2 separate regions of the Cricetulus griseus genome follow, and region 1 is linked to region 2. The links are chromatin contacts, called in public Hi-C maps. All regions are on one chromosome and are shown on one strand. Each heading gives the region's core, a stretch centred on a gene start, on an enhancer-like site or on the middle of the called end of the contact. The rest is flanking DNA. Distances are from core to core; before and after follow the strand shown. Region 1 holds the start of LOC113834516 (plectin). Region 2 overlaps LOC113834516 (plectin).

Region 1 (7,248 bases), core at 4,509-7,008, 48 kb after region 2:
TCAAGTGTGGTTCCCTCAGAGCTCTCCAGCCACAAGCTTCAGCAGTGTTCAACTCTTCAAAATGACAGAGGAGGCTCAAACAGACCGGAAGTTTAGAATAGAAAGTTTTCGGGAAAACCATTACCCTGTGGGGCAGACTGGGAATTTCCAACTGAAGAGAAGCCAGGAATGACTCCAGGGAAGAGGCCTGGGAGGTTGTAAATAGGAGTGAAGGTCAGTGGGATGAGCCAAAAGCAGAAGGTAGCATCTCTTTAAAGGCTAGCATTGCCGGCACACTCCTTTAATCCCAGCACTCGGGAGGCAGAGGCAGGCGGATCTCTGTGAGTTTGAGGCCAGCCTGGTCTACAAGAGCTAGTTCCAGGACAGCCTCCAAAGTCACAGGGAAACCCTGTCTAGAAAAAAACCTGAAGGAAAAAAGGGGAGGGGGAGCTAGTGCCCTTCATCAGTTCAGACATGTGAGGTGGGACTTGCAAAAGCAGGCGAGCTTCCCTGCCAGCCTTCCATAGAAAAGGCCAAAGGTGAGTTGGGCCTAGAAGAGAGGCATAGTCATCGTCAAGGCCGTCAATGGCTAATGCTAGGCACCAGGTCCTCTGCCTTACTTGTTGGGGACATGCCCTTGCAATCCAGGAACCCCAGCAGCAGCCCAATGGGACCACCAGGGTCAGGTCTCAATGAGATCACTAGGGTCAGGCCTCAAAAGGAAGGGGGGTAAATCGGGCACCTCTGGATTTAACCCAAAGCTATTCCTTGCTTTGGCCTATAGCCCCAGCCCTCAACGATCTCCTGTATGGAATCAAGAGTCCAGGAGACTCTGGTGCCTTGGCATGCCTCAGAGGTATTCTTGGTCCTCCATCACTGCTCTAGGAGCCCCCAGCACCTGCTATCCTACTTAGCAACTCAGCTACTTTGGTGAGATACACATGCATAGGCAGCTGCACTGTCACATGACGACGTTTCTACTTCAGGCAGTACTCCTGCACCCACTGCCCTCTCCCCAGCCTCCAAGGCCAAGCCCGAAGACAGATGAGGGCCAATACTGCCCAGTGTGCCCAACATGGACCTCTGTTTCCAGTGGAACTAGGCTAGGGACGGACACAGAGCTGGGCCCCAGGAACCTCCAGGGTCAGTACACTCGATGCGCAGGAAACTCCTACCCCGGGAAGAAGAGGCTAGGATGGCTTTAGCAGGATGCTTACACTAGCTCAGCTCCAGCACTGGACCCTATAGCCCAGCACCCAACCAGATGAACGTGCTACTCCAGAGTCAACACTAGTTTACACAGTCTGCCCTGGGGGTTGCCAGGAGGGCTGTAGCCTGGATAGATGGTATTTCCTTGTCATGCATCCTTCTGGGTAGACCCTCTAGGGCGGAACATCAGGCCAGCCCTCCCAGTGATTCTCTAGGGGTACAGTGGTCAGGCTCAAGAGTCTCCTGTGCTAGAAGCATCACCACCTGACCCACATGGAGCCAACTGGCCAGCCACAGAACCAGCAGATGCCCACACAGCACACCCACTGTGCCCCCAGCACTGTGAAACCTACCCTGCCTGGGTGAGTAGCACCACAGGCTCCAGGCAAAGCAGCGGCAGGACTTCTCTCCCTGAGCTGCCCTTGGGGGCAGAGCCAGCAAAACCAGCCATGTGGAGCTGGAACCTGCTTTGTTGGGCTCTGCCTGGGCCCTCCACGTGAACCTTCCCAGGGGCACATACCCAGACCTCAAAGTCTTTGAAAGACCCCAACTCAGAGCCAAACATGTGGGCCTTGAGTGGCTGACAGCCTCAGGGCAGGTCCAAGGATGAAAGAGGGCATGGAACCAGGTAAAGATTGCCAAAGCCACCGGCTGAGCTGGTAGGACACTGTGAGGTTCCTCTAGACAAGAAGAAGGGACTATTTCCAGAGGACAAAGTCAGGGTGCGATGGAGTTCCAGGCCAAGGGAGGGTGTGGCCCAGTCCTGGCCACTTTGGGGAGGTGAGGAGAGGCAGCAGCTATGCCATTCACTGCCAGGCAATAGCAGCCACCCCCACCCCACATAGGCAGTTGCCTCAGGAGAGGGGCAGGGGATGGTTTAGCCTTGACCCACGTGTCTGTTGGGCAAAGACACCGGACACTGGTTTAGACTGTCGGACCCTGACAAGCCCTACTTGGTACACACAACACACCCGCCCCCACCAGGGCCCACCCCACCCACCCGTGCCTCGAGATGTCCTATTAAGGTCATAGACGCGGGGGCTCGGTGGAGAGCATCCATCTCTTCCCTGGGCCCCAAAGGCTACAGGGGGCGAACGAGGCTGGTGAAACTTGCGGCGACTGACTGGACTCTGTTGGGACAACGGTCGGGACAGCAGCTGGGGACACGGCCGGCTGTCAGGCTGGCTAACCTGGAGGGGCTCGCGCGCTCGGAGAGCGGAACAGGGGCCAGAGGCTCCGTACCTTTGTACTTCTCCCGCACCTCCTCGTAGGCCTGGATGAAGTCCTGTTCGTCGGGTGGCTGGCCAGATGTCAGCAGATCGGCCATGCCGGCGGGAGCAGAACGCAACGGGCCCGCTGCGCAAGGCCAGCCCTGGCAGCCGCTCTGCCCCCGCCGCCTCCGCGCGCGCGGCTTAAAGAGGCCTCCCCCGCCCCGCCCCGCCCCGCACCCAGGATGCCCCACGGGCGGGGCGGGGCCGGGACGGCCAGTCGGGGACCGCCCGGTAGCAGTGTCCGCTGCCCGGCGCCCCTTCGCGGGAATCCGAGCCTTGATCTCGCACAGATCCAGTTGCAAACACTTCCCTGCCCACTCGGGAACCAGATGCGGCAGACTGACAGTCTAGTCCTCCTCACCCAGAACTCAGCCCTAGGTGGTGGCCATTTCCCTAGACCCTCTGGGACTTCTCCTTAGCCCCGGGCAACTTCACCTGGGCCATCTGGTTGAGAGGCCCTTCCTGCCTGGCTCCCTCCCTCCTTTCGCTATTATTTACAAGTCTCCTCCGTAGTAACAGCGGAATATAAAAAGCCCCTAGAGCACAGGAAAACATCGCATATAAGAGAAACGGAGTACACAATTTACAAAAGAAAATACTTTAGTAATTAAGTGGGGGGGGGCTTCTATCCATCCGTCTGACACAGACCTGTCTCCCAACATTGACACACCTTCCTTTTCCCACGGACACTGCACTGTTCCTGGGAACTTTAAACACAACACGCACCATGAGCAGAAAGAGCTTCCAGAAATCAGTCCTTAGAAAATTACCAGAGAACAGAAAGACGATAGCCGGTGGGGACATGAAGGGCAGTGAAATCACCCAACCAGCAAAAGGGGGCTACTGAGGTGCCCCATCTCTACCCACACCCCCGTCTCTAAAAATCTGAAGTGTGCAGGGTATTCATGAATCCAAGTAAGAAAATAACCCCTTTTATGAAACTTTTATGGCATGGTGTGTGTGTGTGTGTGTGTGTGTGTGTGTGTGTGTGTGTGTGTGTGTGGATCATGAATAGTCTTTCATGCAGAGTGGGGAGCTGCTGCTTTGCTCTCACCATTAAAGTTCCTGGATGTTGTACCACTTCTGTGCTCCACACCTGGCCATTCCACTCTCACCCCTCCTACCTCCTGCAAGGTCCCATCCTGCCTTTCAAATACCTCATCATTTCCCAGAGGTCTCTGCTGGTGGGGCCAGTGCTCCCTTTCCCAGGACATCCCGCCCAATGGCCTCCAGCGCTAGGTGACCCATATCCCAAAAGAACAGGCTGGCTTCCAGATAACTACCCTCCAACTGCCTGCAGCCTCCCAGAGTGCCATTGGTCTTTCCCATCCTCGGACTGGCAGCTCTGGAAAGGCACAGCTGGACCCTGGCTCTCACAGATCAAGCATTTTCTACTTTTAGGTGGCAATGTGTCCCCAACCCTCCGACAGCAGCCAAAACTAGAAGAAGTTTGACCTCATGAGTCCAAGAAATTATTCCTATTGGAGATGGGCCTCTGGACCCTTTTCCCTGAGACCACTGATGCGCAGCTGCAGCAGGAAGCCAGCCCCCGGACTTCCATCCTTCTGCAGCTCCCAAGGTAGAGCCAGCAGGTGGAGCTGTGCTGCCTGTCCGCACAGCACCAGGACAGGATAAGCCTTCCCTCAGCTGCCAGTCCAGCATCTGCATGCAGTACATATAAGGTGTTCAACACCTATGCTAAGGAGGCTGGCAGACCAGACCCTTGCCCATTACCTGCAATGCGGATGACTGCTCGCTCTGCAGGATCCAAGACGCTTCCATTGCCTACAGAACCACCTCCACTTCGCCGGCTTCTCTGTGTTTTCCCAAGGTTCCAAGGCAGTGTGTCCCCCGGGCTGGGTGAGCCACTGCTTCCATTGGAACTCCCTTCAGTCACTGCCACTGGCCGTACCTCCGAGTCCTCCCCTGACATGGCCTCTTGGGGGGAGAGTAAGAGGGATTCAGTCTCGCCTGGGGCGGGGGGAGTTGATACCTTACACTGACCTACCACCTCCTTAACCTAAACATTGATACCAAACTCCTCCTAGGCTCTCTCTTGCCCACACACTGACCCTCTGGTGCTCAGCTCAGACTGGAAACCTCTCTCCCCCATTCCCATCTATCCTCACCTCCTCCAGCGCACACACACTGACCATCATTCCTGTCTCTTAGTTACCCAAACGCTGACTACTTCCCTCACCCCCATTCCCAACACAGGACACTGACTCTACCCTCCACCTGTCAAAGCAGAGAGGAAGAGGGCGCTACCTCCAAGTACACATTGATAGGGCCCTGTCACTGGGACAACTAGATCCCTTGCGTTTCAATCTTGGGTTCCCTCTCCCTTGATCCTCCAATGGGCTGGCAAGGAGGCCATCAACAAACACTGCCTGTGTGCCCCTGTTGTCCCACTCTTTAGAAAAGGACCCCCAACCCCAGGCCCTGGTCACTGCATTCTATCACCTGCCTCAGTCTTTAGGAATCCCCATCACTTTACCCCACCTCCAGTCCGCACAGTCCCACCTCTATCTCTGTGATCTCTGCAGCAACCGCCTATAAATAGCTGGAGCCGCAGCGGCGTGGGTTGCGGGAACTCGGATGCCGCAAGGCCCGGGGGAGCCCAGCAGCCGCTCTAGCAACCCACCAGCTTACTGCAGGAGCAGCCAAAGCGCACGCATACCCACGCGTGCATACGCCCCAGCTCCTTGCCCCAAGAGCACTGGCGTGCAAAGAGGTGAATGGGGCTCTGTCTCAGCAGGGTGGCGTAGCGTGGGGGCACAATGTGGGCTCTGTGCCTCCACCCTCAGGCCAAGGGCTGGGAAAGAGTCAGCGGTCCTCGAGATGGTGCCTCTCCCGACCCCGCTGCACCGCGGGGGCCCTCGGTAGGCTGTCTCTGCTCCAGCCCCCAGCCGAGCCTGCCTTCACAGCAGCCTTTTCTACTCAAGCACCTCCGGTCCAGTTCCGCAATTTCCTGATCCCTGGAGGTGTTGTTCTCTGCATAGAGCAAGAGAGGCTGCGAGGCAGCACCTAGTTCCGGGTGGTCTGAGCCCACCCCACCCCACCCTACACGCGTCCCCCAAACTCTCGAGCCAATCCATACCCTCCCAGATCTACGCTCCTGGTGGTTCCGCTTGCCTTCTCTCAGCCGCTGCAGCCAGACTCCTGGGGCCAGGAGAACCGCGGAGGCAGCGCAGGCGGGGCGAACTCAGAGCCCCGCCCCGGTCCCACCGAGAACTGCGCTGCCTGGGCACCTCCAGGAGCTAGCAAACGATTTACGCGTGACCCAGCTACGTGCCAGGAGTCTTCATCCGGGAAGTGGCAGATCTGGAGCCCACGATATGTCTAGATCCAGGCGGCACCCACTGAGTGCGCACACCTTGGCCGACCGGGACGAGACCGAGATGCTGCTGGCGAGCGTGAGGTCGTAGGAGTGCACCGGAGTCTAGATGCCTGGGTTCAGGGCCCACCGCCGCCCCCACCCTTTCCTTGAACAGCTGACCCGGCCCTTAGCCACATGGGTGGCTCCCACTCCCCAAACAGGTCGGATTCGGAGTTCCAGCCAGTCCTTCTATCTAACTGGTTTCAAGTACACGTTTATTCAAAGACAGAGCCACGCTAGGGCGCGGTCCAACCAACACGGGCGTGCCTGGCAATGCACCCTCCGGCCGTGTTCTACTGACCCCTGGCGGTCGAGCAGGCCAAGGAACCGGTTAGGTCTGGCCCTCCCTAGTCCAGTTATCCTGGCTTTCCAGCCAGCAGCAAGGAGCGCCCCGAGGGGAAGCCCTGACGCTTAGTTAGGGAATCAGAAGTTGTCCTCTTAGGTCAAATGTCCAGGAAAAAAGATTCAAGAGACCAAGGCAGTTATCAGGGGGTATCCCGGGATATGTTCTTGCAGGTAATTAGATGAGTGGGCAGAGCTTGGGTGTCATGAAAGATAACAAAGATTCTGGGCTGTTGGAGGCAGTCCACGGCGCTGTCGTAGCGAAGGACCTGACCCGAGGCCCTCAGAGGGGGCGCCTTCAGACCGCGGGCGCCTTGTCCATAGTCACCGGTCAGCACCCGTGCCACAAACACTGCCTTGTGGCCTTCTGTGTTGGGAGGCGAGTAGCGATCCAGTACCGACAGGGAAGCACGCTTGGCGAAGTACACGCCCTGTCCGTAGAGTGTGCCTACAGGACAGGACAGGTGAGACAACAAGGTGAGGGTCACCAGTGTCGACATGGCCTGTGTCCCTGCCCTACACAGGCCTTACCGTTTCTGCCACAAAAGCTTCGGTTGAATCCGTGTGCGCAGATGTCAAGCACTGCAGACTCCGATGTGCCGTGGTAGAGGACCTGCTCCACGGGGCGTTGCTGGCAGCATTGCATCAGGCGCTCCCGATGCAGCTGGTACTGTTGCTGCAGCAGTGGGTGTGACACTCGTTCCACCTGCCAAGTGCACGGTAGTTGGGGTGAGGTATTGGGAATCTATCCCTACACTGGCCAGAAAAAGAGCAGAACTCAACTCTCTGGTGAAAGGAAGAGTTTGGGATTTGAACGAAAACTTAAAGGCCCTCATCATGCTATGTCCAGAGGAATACACTAACCACCTCTATGGGACAAGTTGGAGAGTTGACTTCCAGGAAAGGCCCTTTAGGGATGTCTGACTCCTCTAAGAAACTCTGCAGGTGGGTAGACTCCACCCACTCTCACCTAAACTTAGGACCAACAATCAGGTTCAGCAGTCGAAATCCCAGCCAGGAGCTTATATTGCCTTTCAGTGCTGTTAAGACTCAGACAGTAGCCAGCAT
Region 2 (7,255 bases), core at 2,223-4,722:
GACCCACTAGCTGGCACTGGTCACCCTTGTGTACAGTCACCTGGGATTGTCAGAGCAGTAAGCAATGTAGGCAAAGAAAACCATGCCCTGGCGGAACCATACCTCCCACCCCCATCCCGGCTTGGGCACTGCCTAGCGCAGCTCTTACCTCCACCTGCTTATAATCACACACAGCCACCAGGGGCACATGGGCCCGCACCGGGTGAGCAGGGTTGCGTGGCTTCAACTGCACAATGGCCTTGGCCCTCTTGGCCAGGCCTGAGAGGTGCCCCTTGTACTCGTTCAGCTGCTCCTTCTCGTCCTGTGGGGAGGGGGAGGCTCAGGGTCAACCCATGTAGCTCCAGATGCAGAGACACCTGGCCCAGAAAGCAGCAGACTGTCTGGGGAGGCTTTGGATGCTGGGAATGAGGGCACTTCAAGGCAGGTACAGTTGCAAGAGGGTACAGGCCTCCACAAGTTGATTCCATTGATCTCCTTCCTTCCAAGCAAGACTAGGTACCCCATCCCTACCCTAGGCTACACCTACATCCTCTAAAGAAGGGGTAGGGCCTACTTATGAGCCGGCCCCTGCAATGACCTCACCCCTACTCCCTCCCCTTCTAGTTGTAGAAGAAAGTCATCCTCCTCCCCTGTCTAACCTGTCTAAGGGATGGGATGGGAGAACAAACTTCACCAAGAACAGTTCAAGGACAGAGTCCATCCTGGAGCACCTGGCCCTCTCCCATCCTCTCAGGTAAGTACTGTAGCTGGCTCAGTCCTTGCAGATCATAGAACCAGCTTCCTCCTCTCCCCTCTGCCTCTCCCTATCCAGAGAGCTGAGACTATTGTAGATACCCCCACCACACCCCAGTGGATAAGGTTACCACATCCAGCTGCCCAGCTGCCATTCACGGCCCTACAGCTATGCCTGCTTCAGTCATCAGGCCATGATGTCAATGTCTATTCACCACAGGGCTGGTGACAGCTCCACTCAGGTAGACTCTAAGGTCTGGGGCTCATGCCAGCCCACCAACCTGTCACCGTTTTTCCGTCTGCTGTACACCTGCACCCTGTGTGTCTCCTTAGCCCTGTTGGGCCTTCTATCCCATCCACAGGTACCCACACAGCCCATGTTCCATCCAGTCTGTCCCTCTGTTCCTTGTTCGTGTCTGCCTCACCTGGGCATCCTGCAGCAGGTCCTCCAGCCTGGTGACGGTGATGGAGCGGTCACAGCTGTACTTCCTGCGCATTGTCTCCTGTAGCTTCTGCAACTGTTCCTCAGCCTCCCGAACATCTGAGAAGAACTGGGACAGCAGAAGGGGTCACACAGGGCTGACAGGCCCAAACCCTGGGCAAGCATAGTACAAGAAGCCACACCGGAGGGAGGGCAGAGGTGCTGGAACCCCACAGGAGGACTAGCAGCCAGGGCTACACATGTCAGGTACGACGGGGGCTCTTCCAGAGCACTGCAGCCAAGCCACAGGAGAGAGAGAGGCTCTAGTCCTTACCTTAAAGTAGGCTGTGTTCTCTTTCAAGTGTGCTTCAATGCAGCAACACAGCTGGAGCATCCAGCTCCACTGGGTCTGCAAGGCAGCCTGGAAGGACTGTAGACAAGACGGTCCTTAGGCCCCACCCCCACACCACCAGTCCCATTGCCCCACCCCCACCGATGGTCATAAGGTTCCCTGAAGCCTGGCCCCCACCTCCACTGTGGGCCGGGCAGGATGGTCTTCCCGCAGCAGCCGGTCTCCAGTATTCTGGATCTCCTTGATCTTCTTTTCCTTCATTTCCAGCTCACGCATCAGGGCCTGACAAAAAGGGAAGGGGCGTCAGGGACAATTTCGGGAAGGCTGTAAATGCAATGCAAGTCCCACGCCCATCTTCACAGAGCCCTGAGGCTGAACTCAAGGGGCTCCCAACGGTGGGAGACAAAACGGGTGTGAGTGGGAAGGGCGCAGGTGGACATGGCAGCCCTGTGAAGAAAACGCTGCCTCACCGAGTAACTCTCCTTCTTGGCAGCCATGTTGGTGTTTCGGTCACTCCAATCAAAGCCCACTTCCTCTTCTTCCTTCTCATTCAGCCACATCAACTCCTTGGTAGCAGCCGCCACAAACCCGTGCAAGCTCTCCAGGGACCGGAGGCGGGCCTTGGAGGAGTTCTTTAAGTAGGAAAGAATGAGTCAGCTGACTGCTGCTGCTGCCTACCCCTCCCAGCCACCTGCAGCCCCCACCCCACCCCCCACTCACCAGCAGCTTTGCGTATTGTAGGTCTAGGCGGCCCAGACAGTCTCGGTAGGCACCCCGGGTGGCAGGGGAGAGCTGGCTCTGCAAAAGATACAAGTAGTAAGGTCTGCGGTGCCTGGGCCTGGCCCACAACCATTGCCTACCCCAAGTGTACGGCTTACCTCATCATTCCGTGCCCGCTCGATCTTGGCGCGAAACTCCTCAATAGACTGATGCATGCCTCGGTGGCTGCCCAGCTGTGCCTCCACACTAGGCAAATCCACACCCCACTCAGCACTGTCTATTCGACGCTGGTTCTCCTCTACCCATGCCAGCAGGTCTTGCAGGTAGCGTAGTGTAGAGTCCTCTAGCTCTGGGCGCCTCTGTGTAGTCTGCAGGGTCACTTGGGTCACAGGGGCAGCCACTCCTGCCTTCAGCCGGAGGTTGTACTCAGTGCGGATGGCTACCAGGCGCTCATGCAGACGATACACCCTGAGAGGGCACCAGAGTTGGGAAGAGGGTCAGATGGATCTCAGGCCTCCTAACCCACCCTTCCCAGGTATGGTGCCTACCTCCGGTACATCTGTTCACCCTGTGGATGGCGCCCATCTTTAAGGGTCTGCACATCATTGAACAACAGCCGGATCATACCATCAGCCTTATCCAGGTCTCGCTCCACTTCCCCGGCCCGCTGAGCCACCTTGCCTGAGGCCAGCAGCCGAATATCCTGAAAGATGATCCTGTGTGACTTGGTCTGGCTGACTCTCCTACTCACTGCCTACAGTTCTCAACCAAGGCTGCCCCTTCACCGGCTTCCCCAGCCTAAGATCAAGGTCCTGTCTGGCTCACAGCCTTGGAATCCCCGTTCTTTCCTTCCCTTCCTGGCAATCCCACATATCTTACTAGCATGCTTCTAGACAAATCTGTATCAGTTCTCTGGGGAATCGGGATCCATCCAAAAGATTCCCACTAGGTCCAAGGACAGAGACTGCCACAGCTTTGTACACAGAGTCCCTCCGTCATCTACCACACAACCTCTCCCACCCAGGCCCACACAGCCCTGGGCCTTCTGGGCCCCAGGGCACTTATCCAACAATGAGGCTGGGGTCTCCCCACTTCCCATTTCCAGAAGAGGGAGGGGGTGAAGGAAAGAGGGCCACTCTGGAATGAGGCAGGGAGGCAGAGTCCTGCCTAGTGGCCAGAAGTCAGCTCTGTTCATAAAAGGAGGTCAGAGTTGGCAGCAAACCAGAAGGGCCTGGATTTCCCGCCCTAGTGCCACACCCTGCGCCCATAGCCCAGCAGGCCACAGCCCTGGCTGCAGAGTAAGCAGCTCAGAGCTCCTCCTACCTCCCTCAGGCCTGGAGGGGTGCCCACCCCACCCTTACCCTGCCACCCCGCCCACTTGCCCCGCCTCTCCTCTCCCCCTCACCGACTGCAGTAGGGAGTCAGCCTGGTTCAGCTGTTCCTCACACAGCCCAGCCTCCATCTGCAGTTTGCTCACAATTCGCTGAAGACACTCCAGCCTATGAACCAGATCACCCCAAAGCCCCACAGTGAGTCACTGGGCCCACCACACTCCAGCACCATAGAGTGGCTCCCCTCTGCTCTAGCCTCACTGCCTGCCTGGGGCGTACTGTCCTGCTGGTCCCGAGCACTGGAGCTTAGTTGGATTCCCCAGCCTGGTGGGGGGGGGGGGTTTCCTCCTCAGGCAATGACTCACCCTGGGGTGGTTCCCCTGCCACCGCAGGGCCCCACCCGCCTGCTGCCTCCCACACTGCCACCACCCTCCACATGGCCCACCTCTCAAACTCGCTCCGGAGTTGCTTCTCCCGCTCCAGGATGGCCACATGCAGCTTGCCCCATTCCTTTTCCACATCTAGCGGGTGGTAGCCAGGAGGAATCTTGAGCTGGCCTGCTTGTACTGCCCCCTGTGAACAGGGACAAGCTCAGGCCTGAACTGGACACAAGGACTCCCGGATGCTCATCTCCTCCACAACCTGGTACAACTTTGGTCCCTAAGCACTAGGCAAGGTCAAGCTATACTTGAGAGACATCGACTCTGGGGCTCATGGAGACCTCAATTTATCTACCCAGGGAATATCTGGCCCTCATACCCCCAGGTAGCCCAAAAAACAGTAGACACCCCACTCACTTCCCGTAGGAGGGCCTAACTTTACCTCCAAAGACTGATAGATGCCTTTGGACCGGTTCTTGTCTGCCTCCTTGGCCGGGAGCTCTGTCTCCTTGAACTTCAAAAACTGGCACCACAGGATCTATGGAGACACGGGGTGTCAGCCGCTCGCTACACCAAGACAACCCAAGGATACCAGCCCAAGTAAGCAGACCCACCTCAATCTCCTCAAAGCTGGAGGGGAACTTGCGCTCCTCAAAGGCAGCTGTATGATGCCGGATCCACTGCAGAAGCAGCAACACAAGCTCCCGGTACTCCTGCCAGCGAAGCTGCAGCTCCTATGAGCAAAGGAGTGAGCAAGCAGCCATCAGGGTCTTGGGTTCTAGGCTGAGGCCCACCTTTCACCCATCGTGGGCGACCCACTCACATTGGCTCTCACCCCATCCTGTGCGCCAGGCACACGGGGCATGGCATCATACAGGGATGAAACATAGGTGATGATAGACTTCTCATCAGGCTGAGGGACATCCACATCTGTAGAGGAAGCCTGGTTCAGTGGGGCTCAAGCAGCAAGGGTGAAGATGGGGCCAGCCAGTGAGTAGTTCATACCTTCTGGGTCCAGTAGCCTTGTAACTCCCAGGTCCCGCTCTGCCACCGAGAAAGCCTGGTCTAGGTTCTCCAGATTGGTCTGACGATAGACTTTGTTCATATCGATGAGCATGGGCCTGCAGGCAAGTGGGGATGGGAGGCGGGGGCAGAGACACCCACTGAGCAGGGCTATATAGACACATTCCTTCAGACATCCTAGCAAACAGAGCCCGGCCCCATACCCTCCTAAAGACATACTACCCACTTCACTAACATCTCCAATCCTGCCATGGGGAAGTTGAATTTTTGTTTGGGGTTGGAGGGTTGTTCTGGTTTTGAGGCAGGGGTCTCAATGGGTAATCCTGGATGACTGGCCTGTAACTCCTATGTAGACCAGATTCGCAGATCTATCTGCCTCTGTGTCTGCTGCCAGAGTGCTGGGATTAAAGGCATATGCCAGCAATGGGGCCCAAGGAGCCTATGGTGGGCACCAGCACAGGAGCAGTGCACTGGCTAGATAGCACCGACTATCTAGCTCCTACAGTCCCCTTGCCCGTCAGGTTCCTTCTCAGGGTTCATGTGGGCATGACCAGCCTGTATAAGCAGAGGTGCTTCTGAAGGGCCCCGTAGGAGACAGCAGGGCCCTGCTCCAGGCACCTCCCAGAGGAAACTGCAGGAATTCAATACACGCTGCAGGCACCAGGCTCCAACAGTGGAAGATAATTCCTCCTGCTGCCTCTCTGCCCTGACTTGTTTTGAAGTCACCAGGCTGAAGGGCTCCCAACCTCTAGCCTTCTTCTGTTCCATGGAAACACATACTTGTGCCGGTGGATGATAGCATTGAAGAGACGGCCATCACGCCAACTGGTGGTAAAGTTGTCACAACGCAGGCCTTGGTAGCCCTCTACCATACGCTGTGACCAGAGCAGCAGCTTTTCCTTTGCAGTCATGTCCTCCGACTGCCCGCTCACCTGAATGTCTGAGATCTATCACACACAGCAAAGGCAAGAGCTCATTCCTGGCCACCTGACCTGCCTGACCACCCACACCACCAGATGCCTTGGCTACCTGCATGAAAGCAGAGTGGCTTAGCATGCAACTGTAATACCCAGGGCTCCCAGGGACACACTGGGGTTCCTGGAGTTAAAGCCTATCACACTTATCTCAAGACCAGGCCACTCCAGGCGGCAGCTTCCACAGAAGACAACAGAGTCCCTAACTTCTACTGTCAAATGATTGGTGTTTTGGGCTCCCCTTAGCTGGGGGAAGCTGGGGTATATCCTGAACCCCCACACACACAATGAGGCTGGCATGCAACACAGCTGATGGGCAATGGACACAAGAAGGACAACCCTCAAAGTTGGTTCATCTGTTGGAGGTGAAGGGGCAGGTCAAGGCCCCTCTCTAGTTGCAGGCACAGGTAGAGGGAGTAGTCTCTGGGAAATGGACACAATGTATGGGGCTGGCATGTCTAAGTGCAATGGCCAGTCTGGGTCTCCCAGCCTGCTTGCTGTCAGTACTCGTGCCAGCTGTCCCTAGCTGTGTGTCTGTTGGCCAGCCCATGTGACTCAGCTACCATGCCAGTCTGGCTTTTAGGCCCAAGATCTTAGATTTGCGGCTTCCTGTGAGGCTAGCACAGGCAATAGATGAGTCACCCAGGACATCCCTGCAGCTCCAGAAACTTCTCTAGGCAGCCAGCAGAAAATGCATTCCTCTACAAGGAGGTTCAACCAGCCCTATCTAGCCAGGGCCTGAGGGCACAGGATAGGCAGGTCTTGGAGAAAGGATTACGCCCTGGAGCCACAGAGCTAGCAAGCATATGTTCAGACTGGCAGGAAGGCTCAAAGGCACCACCTCCCATGCCACACCCTAGCCAGAAATAGGGCCAGCCAACTAGCCATGGAAGCCACCAAAATCCTAGGGGAAGGTGGATGGTACAGGGTGGCCACCTACCTGGAAGTGCAGAATGATGGTCCAGATCAGGCCAAGGGTCAGCTTGGGGTTGCCATCAGCAATGTCATCATTTCTGATGTTCACTAACTTCACCTGAGAACAAATGGCCCAGTCATAACCCACAGAGCAGAGGGAGGTGGCCAGGTTTGGGGTGTATGATCTAGAGCCTGGGGCCAGGTAGACAGCCTTACTTACCTGGCGATGTCGGAGATAGTCCAGGGCAATCTGAACATTCTGCAGCTTGTGGAAACGCATCCTCCCCTTCTCTCGGGGCTGAGAGGAGGCAAGGCATAGTTAAGAGTCCACAAGGCAACAGTTGCTTCACGGCCCCCCACCCTTCAGTCACCCTCAAAGCAGCAGGAGGAACTAAACCAAGGGTCTT

What was found. A called contact is a pair of places that touch in the nucleus more often than the background predicts.
Region 1: a Hi-C map of liver shows a contact between it and region 2, with 6 times the contacts expected there. The contact joins the promoter of LOC113834516 here to the enhancer-like site in region 2. A contact is called at or near these places in 6 of 8 Hi-C or Micro-C datasets (the CHK-Q cell line, the CHL-YN cell line, the CHO-K1 cell line and 2 more).

What each region holds. Positions count from the first base shown.
Region 1 is chr2:373,526,472-373,533,719 of CriGri-PICRH-1.0, forward strand. LOC113834516 (plectin) reads right to left here and starts at 5,759. Exons shown (of 33, transcript XM_035440687.1): 1 at 5,595-5,759; 2 at 4,194-4,397. The coding sequence starts at 4,392. Parp10 (protein mono-ADP-ribosyltransferase PARP10) reads right to left here. Exons shown (of 10, transcript XM_027404194.2): 9 at 6,712-6,886; 10 at 6,033-6,628. The coding sequence ends at 6,324.
Region 2 is chr2:373,480,754-373,488,008 of CriGri-PICRH-1.0, forward strand. It overlaps LOC113834516 (plectin), which reads right to left. Exons shown (of 33, transcript XM_035440687.1): 5 at 7,069-7,146; 6 at 6,874-6,966; 7 at 5,740-5,906; 8 at 4,942-5,057; 9 at 4,760-4,866; 10 at 4,551-4,670; 11 at 4,379-4,474; 12 at 4,002-4,129; 13 at 3,631-3,724; 14 at 2,774-2,928; 15 at 2,384-2,693; 16 at 2,226-2,303; 17 at 1,976-2,137; 18 at 1,683-1,787; 4 more. Among named protein-coding and RNA genes, the nearest start is that of Parp10, 58 kb to the right of the region's middle. Within about 2 kb of position 3,473, at least 4 of the 6 cell types and tissues checked have open chromatin away from gene starts, as enhancers often do. A contact at or near this core is called in the CHO-K1 cell line and fibroblasts, where this site is marked.